Linked DNA regions of Gossypium hirsutum: region 2 is linked to region 1. Evidence: chromatin contacts called from public Hi-C data. All regions are on one chromosome and are shown on one strand. The core of a region is the stretch at or near the end of the contact, and the rest is flanking DNA. Distances in the headings are between cores, read along the strand shown. Region 1 holds the start of LOC107887876 (probable sodium/metabolite cotransporter BASS4, chloroplastic). Region 2 holds the start of LOC107934259 (E3 ubiquitin-protein ligase UPL6).

The links. Hi-C and Micro-C count contacts between places; a contact is called where the count stands out from the background.
Region 2: a contact with region 1 is called in a Hi-C map of fibers, with 3 times the contacts expected there. The contact joins the promoter of LOC107934259 here to the promoter of LOC107887876 in region 1. A contact is called at or near these places in 6 of 34 Hi-C or Micro-C datasets (anther, fibers, leaf and 1 more).

Annotation. Positions count from the first base shown.
Region 1 is chrA12:55,598,944-55,602,496 of Gossypium_hirsutum_v2.1, forward strand. It overlaps LOC107887876 (probable sodium/metabolite cotransporter BASS4, chloroplastic), which reads right to left and starts at 1,687. Exons shown (of 14, transcript XM_016812094.2): 1 at 1,254-1,687; 2 at 1,088-1,169. The coding sequence starts at 1,415.
Region 2 is chrA12:56,378,253-56,381,823 of Gossypium_hirsutum_v2.1, forward strand. LOC107934259 (E3 ubiquitin-protein ligase UPL6) reads right to left here and starts at 2,136. Exons shown (of 8, transcript XM_016866651.2): 1 at 1,868-2,136; 2 at 1,103-1,164; 3 at 722-898. The coding sequence starts at 880.

The sequences.
Region 1 (3,553 bases), core at 437-2,936:
GTGAACACTTTAGTGCAATAAACAATCCTATTCAAGGACTAAATTTCCCAAATACAAATCTTCAACAATACCCAATTATCAAATGCCGAAAAAGAAAAGCTACTAGTCTATATATACCAAGTACTATTCTAATTGAAAGCTAGGAAAAGAGAGAACGTTGGAGAACGTTCCCACCACCATCACATCAGTCACCCAGTTACTTAACTAGCTCAATCCCCTAGTCATCCTAAATATATGAGCCTAACCGAACTAATGCGTCTTGAGGCCCAAACAAACAAATAAAGCTGAACTGGTACAAATCATCATTTCTATCAAGTGTTCTATTTTTCATTCGTGAATAAACCCATAATGGTGGAGACACATCAAGTTATCTAGAGGTTGGTTAGGAAACAATCATTGTCATTTCTAGTTAGAAGTTGATTAAGGGTTACTTAGGACAAGACCACTTTCTAAAACAAGTCCTTTTTCTTCTAATTTAAAAGGTCTATTGTAACATGCAGATGCATGTAGTTTTGTTGGCATAATTTTTGCCTCATGAGTCTAAGTATTTTAGTTTCATTTTAGTTAAATGTCCCACCAAAGAAGAACGTGTTCTGCTTTATTTTGAGAGGAAATATAGAAGCACAAAAGCAGAGCTTTATTCGGATACTTGATGTTTCTCTTTAAAGAATATCTTTTTTTCCCCTTTTTGCATTCAGAGATGTGCTTCTTAGAAAGTAAGTCCTACTGAAAATCACCTAAAATAAGTTCAGGTTTTCTACTCAAAAGTTTCATCATTTAGGGTTAACCCTAAATGCATTTCAAATGACCCATTCTCATTTTTCTCAAAGAGTGAGAAGAATGGATTCAGTCCTAAACACTAACAGAACATGATAACTAAAATCCATTCAAAATAAACACACCATAAGACACTTAAATTAGAAAATCAACAATCTCCCCATTGCGTTCTTCACCTAAAGGAATCATTTTGACGTAACTTTATAAAAAAATAAAAATACAAGATAAAAAAAATGACAATTGAAACTACAAGGATAGTTTAAAGAAAAATCAAAGCACTATCATTGCCAATGAATAGAAATTTCATTACCTAGGGGAAGAAAATTATTGGAGGCAAAATTCATTAAAGTTTTTGTCCAATTTAATCCATTAGCCAAATCTGAACCATGTATCTGCGATTCAATTCAAACTTCGTAAGCTGCAAAAGGTTAAACGTCAAAAAAAAGTGAAATTAGAAGCTTAATTTCTAAGGGAACCTCATCGGACGGTTTACAGGAAATGATAAGTGTTGAAATGGAACGGCGAGGAGGATTGATTCTGAGGGAACGGCTGAAGAGACAGCAAGTTTTCCGGCAAGGAAACGGGCTGGTGACGATGGACGGAGGCGTCAAAATTAGGGATTGGATAGTTCCCGCCATAGACCTCTCAAACAATATCGGGAAATGATGGTCCTCAACTCTCCAATCCAGCGTCCAGTGGACAACAGTAATTTATCTGAAAATAAATAAGGCATAACTGCATTTCTCACCCTCAACGTTTACGATATTTATCATTTTGGACCTTTTCCTAGCAAACAAACCGTTCAACTTTTTATTTAAATCAAATTGGTCAACATTTGATCAAAAACTTGATATGGTCTTTACAGGCTAAAAGCTATTAAGTCGCACACGCCAATTCAAATTTAGATGATTCAATGTTTCATGCGGTTGAAAAGTATGTTTAAAAGAGAGTTATGAAAAAGTATGAATTGTTAATTTTTAACTCTTTTTTTCATCGAATCGAGGATAAAATGTTTTTTTTAGAAATAATAGTAAAAAGTAAAATATTAATTAAGTTATATGATCTTTAAATAACTTAATACAATTATATGCAAATATAAATTTTAAATACTTTTAAGTAATTAAAATAAGAATTATTATTCCATACATTGCTAGTAGAGTAAAAAATAAATTAATTAACCTTAATATAAATTATTTGTAAAACTAATAATATATGAAATATTTTTTAAAAATTAAATATAATAAATAAGATTTAAATAATTTAATATGATGATATAAAATATAATTTAATTTAGTTTTATATATATTAAATAGTTAATATAACATCCCAATTTTAGGTCTAGTGGTTTCGAAACTACAAATCCAAGGTAGGAGAAATTATTTTTCATATTTTTTTATGTGTCATAACATGATTTTATATATATTTGAAAATTTTGGTGAATTAATTTTAGCAGTTACATGCTTAATTTCGAAAAATGAATTAAATCCCATAAAGAGTGAAAATTATGTTCTACTAGTCAAAAGTGTTATGTAGCTAAAGAAATTAGATGTGGAGGTCCTTATTGAGTAAATAGACCACTAATAATGAGTGTTGGATGTACACGGAGACAAAAAAAAAAATTAAAATGGTAAGTTCGTGGCTTTAGGTGACTTAATAGGTAGAATAATAGTAAAATAAAAAGAAAAGCTATCATCTTTTTACTTCTCTTCTTCTCCACCGATTCTTACCCAAGGAAATGGCCATGGAAGCTTGAAAATTTCAGCAATTTCTAACCCTCACAACTAAGTGATTTTGATGGTCATTTTTTATGATTTTTATATTTTTGGAACCCTTGTAGCTTAATCTAGCTAATGAGGGGACTATTTTGCAAAATGGTTGAAAGTCTAAGATTTTTTCATGAGAATATTCATGTTGTTTGCTGCATTTTTATGGAAGAAAATGAATATTGGTTGTTAAATAAACAACTTTTGTTAAATGATTTTCATGAAAACACCTAAAATGGGTCATTTTGTAAAAGTTGTAAAATAGGTGGTAAATGTGTGAAATAATGGAAAATATGAGCTGCTCTAAGCATGAAAAAGGTTTGGCTATGCATGGGTAGTAAAGAAATTGAACACATTTCATTTTACGAGCCTAGAGGCAAAAGTGTAAATATGATAAAGAATAAGGGTAAAAATGTAATTTTACCAAAAAATGTGAAATTGGGCTAATTTGAGTAGCATGATGAATAAATAAATTAAATGTGTTGTTATAGATCAAGGAAGATGAAATTCAAAATTAGATCGGGGGAAAAGCAAGATAATCGAGTAATTAACTTATTTCGTCGTTTCATACCAAGGTAAGTTCATATGTTAATAAGCATTAAATTTGATATGTTTAAATGCTTAATCGATATCATGTAATTATTTCGTGTGTTATTATTGGATCATGAATAATATAAAAATACGAGATCATATTGAAAGATCAAATTAAAAGAAATGCAGGGTTGAGCATGATCGAATTACGACATGTTATGAATTGACGGTAAAGACCATGGTTGGACCATGGCAATATGTGTAACCGTGTAAGACCATATCTGGGACATGGCATCGGCATGTGATCCCATATAAGACCATGTTTGGGACATGGCATCGGCATCGTTATGTGAGTCAGTGTAAGACAATGTCTGGGACATGGCATCGGCATCGTTATGTGAGCCAGTGTAAGACCATGTCTGAGACATAGCATCGGCATCGTTATGTGAGCTAGTGTAAGACCATGTCTAGGACATCGCATT
Region 2 (3,571 bases), core at 886-3,385, 780 kb after region 1:
ATAATTAGTCAAGACTTTGCCAAATGTAGACCAGCAAGTTCTTAAAGACAAATCCAAACAACCATTTTGTTAAACTAAATTGCCTAATAGAAAGGCATACTCAAAATTCATATACACCCTACGCCGATAACAATTCAATTTAGTAATAAGTATTAGATGTTTTTAAATCATAAAGCAGACACACCTAAATAAACAATGCAGGTTTTAATTTAATAAAAACTATTTATTTCACCACCTTATTAGCTTGGAGGATAGTTTAATGTATTTAAACCTAATAGTGAATTTAATATACATTAAATCACAAATTTTCCTAAGTAAACCTGAGAATGGAATTTAATCTCTTTCCCAGATATAAGGAAGTTAAAGGAAAACAAAGGGTAGTCTCTCAATCACCTTCTACAATGCAATGATTACATCTACCAATAGTTTGACCCTCCAAAACTATATTAGCACTTACCTAGCACAAATAAAGAACGGCCTATACATAATGCTAAACCTGTGCAATCTAACCAACTCTTCGCATTACAAACGAACCTAGAATTTTTGGAAATAGTCTATTGCATATGATTGTATTTAAACTAAACAAGCATTGAAATTCACGAGAATAATTTTCAGCTCAATGCAAAAAAAAAAAAAAAAAAGAGGAAAAAAAAAGTTCTTCAACTAAACCAAATAAAGTAATTAATGAAACTAAGAAACAGCCTAAATTCAAAAGCAAAACCTGAATCTTGAGAGCTGCAGAATTTTGCTGGCACAACCAAAGACAGCGATTGCGTTCCAAACGCGTTTGTTTAAGAAGTTTCTGCCTATCTCTCTCTTTGGAGCTCTGACCGCCCAAATCAACCCGCTTTCGAGTAGTTGGATCACCCGTGAAGAACATTCTCGAAACTCAGCAACTCTGCTAAAACCCAAAAAAGAAACCGAAAGCAATCAATATTCCCAGGGAGCAAAACATTCGTTAGAAAAATATAAACTCACATCATTGAATAGAAAACAAGATATATGTACATCCATGGCTTTGAAAGCTAAGTTTACCAGGATGCATGCATATATTTATATATATGTACACACAAATGTATGAGCTTCCAAGTACAATGCTCACCTAATTATAGGTCTATGGAGACCTTCAGACCATCACGTGCAAGTTAGACATGGATTCCTTCCCTGCATACAGTTAAGAAGAATAATGTCAGATATCGGGGGCTTCTTCTTTTGTTCTAACTAAATACCTTAAATAATTACCTTAAATTTAAAATAAAAGTTAGAAAGCATCCATGAACCCTATAAATAAATTCAACAGCTTTAGGGAAACAAAGTTGAGAAATGCATATGTGCCAACTTTTAATATCCATGAAAAAATGGAGGAAAAAAGAGAGAGTATACTCTAATTAAAAAAAGCAAATCAAATCACCAATCAAAGTTAAAAATAGCAATGGTATAACTGTCACGGCTGCTAATCTGCAGTCGCAGCACAAATCGTAACCACTAAAGACCTCAATAGCAATGTGAACAAATTTCACATCAATAGCAGCGGATTGATGCTGCAAATAGCAGGTAAGGGAATCAGATAGCTTTAAAAAAAATTCTCCCTCTCAACAAATAGTGCACGAGATGAGACAGAATAACAAGCAGTAGGATCTAAAACAGAAATTTGAATATAACGGATGATGCAGATGCAGAGACAATTTTCATGATTGAAATAGAATGTTCAAGTTAGGTTTACGGTTTCAAAGATTGCCTTATTTAATTCCTTGCTCTGTCGAAAACTAGACGGTAGGAGATGAAGAACTAGCATAAAACCCACCACCAAATCAGAAAAATACAAGCCCAGAAAACTGAAACTGAAGAGGTTTTGAGAGAATTTTACCAGAAATTTAGAGGGAAAACAAGGATTGAAACCGTAAAAGTGAAAGAGAAATGTGAAGTTCTGTCCATGTTAGGGATTTGGGGAAGGGAATTTTGGGGAAGGGGATCTGAGGCAAATAAAATGGAGAAAAAAAGATAGGGATTTCGGGTGTTGGGGATTTAGGGGAGGGATTTCTGTGTTTTAATTTGGGCAAAACAGAATGATGATGTTTCGCTTAATTGCTTTTGCGACCTGTTTTGAGGCGCCGCTAATTCTCAATCTATAGCGGCGTTTTTTAAAAAGCGCTGCTTGTTCTTGATTTATAGTGGTGTTTTTTAAAAAGTACCGCTAATTTTCAGTCTTGCGGTGTTTTTAAAAAGTGCTATTAATGTCACTAAAGCTCAACACAAAACGATGGCATTTTACTTAACTTTTTTGCAACGTTTTTCAAAAAGCGCCGCTAATGCTCGACCTATAGCGACGTTTTTCAAGAAGCGACACTAATTCCAAATGCGCCACGGCGTTTTTCAAAATGCGCCGCTAATTCCACTTCTCAACATAAAGCGACGGCGTTTTGCTTAACTCTTTGCGATGTTTTGCAAAAAGTTCCAGTAATGCTTAACCTATAGCAGCGTTTATTAAGAAGCGTCGCTAATGCCACAAATTTTGCGGCATTTTTGGTTCAAGCACCGCTAAAAATGCCGCTAAAAATCAATTTTGTTGTAGTGTTAATGACTCAAAAGGACTTAAACTTACGACAACGGAGATGGTTAGAACTGTTGAAGGATTATGAGCTTGTGATTGATTACCATCTGGGTAAGGCGAAAGTGGTCGCTGACGCCTTGAGTAGGAAGTCGTTGTTTGCCTTGAGGGCTATGAATACACGGCTGACTTTGTTCGATGATGGTTTGATTCTAGCCGAGTTGAGAGCTAGACCAACTTTTCTTCAACAGATTTGTGATGCTCAGAAAGTTGATAAAGAGTAGCAAGCTAAGAGAGTTCAGTGTGAGTCCAACAGTGAACCGGATTTTCTGAGTGATCTGATGGTTGTTTGAGATTCCGTAGTAGGATTTGCGTTCCGAAGGATACTGAGTTGATTCGTAATATTTTAAATGAGGCACACAGTGGTTGTTTGACAGTTCACCTAGGCAATACAAAAATGTATAATGACTTGAAGAAAATGTATTGGTGGAATGGTATGAAAAGAGATATCTCAGAGTTTGTATCAAAATGTTTAATTTGTCATTAGGTAAAGGTCGGAAACCAAGTACCTTCAGGTTTGCTTCAGCCAATGGTGGTTCTCGAGTGGAAACGGGATCAGATTACTATGGATTTTGTGACAGAGTTGCCTTTAACTCCGAGAAAGAAAGATACCATATGGGCCATTGTTGATAGATTAACTAAGACGAATCATTTTATACCGGTACGTACTGATTTCTCACTTGATAAGTTAGTTGAATTGTACATTGGTGAAATTGTCAGACTTCATGGAGTACCTATATCATTTATTTCAGATAGAGATCCGAGATTCACTTCACGATTTTGGAAAAAGTTACAAGAGTCTTTGGGTACGAAGTTAAACTTTAGTACCGCTTTCCATCCGCAAACTGACGGTCAGTCGGAGAGAGTAATTCAAATACTTGAAGACATGCTCCGATGTTGTATATTGGAATTCCAAGGTAGTTGGGATAAATACTTACCATTGGTAGAGTTTGCCTATAACAA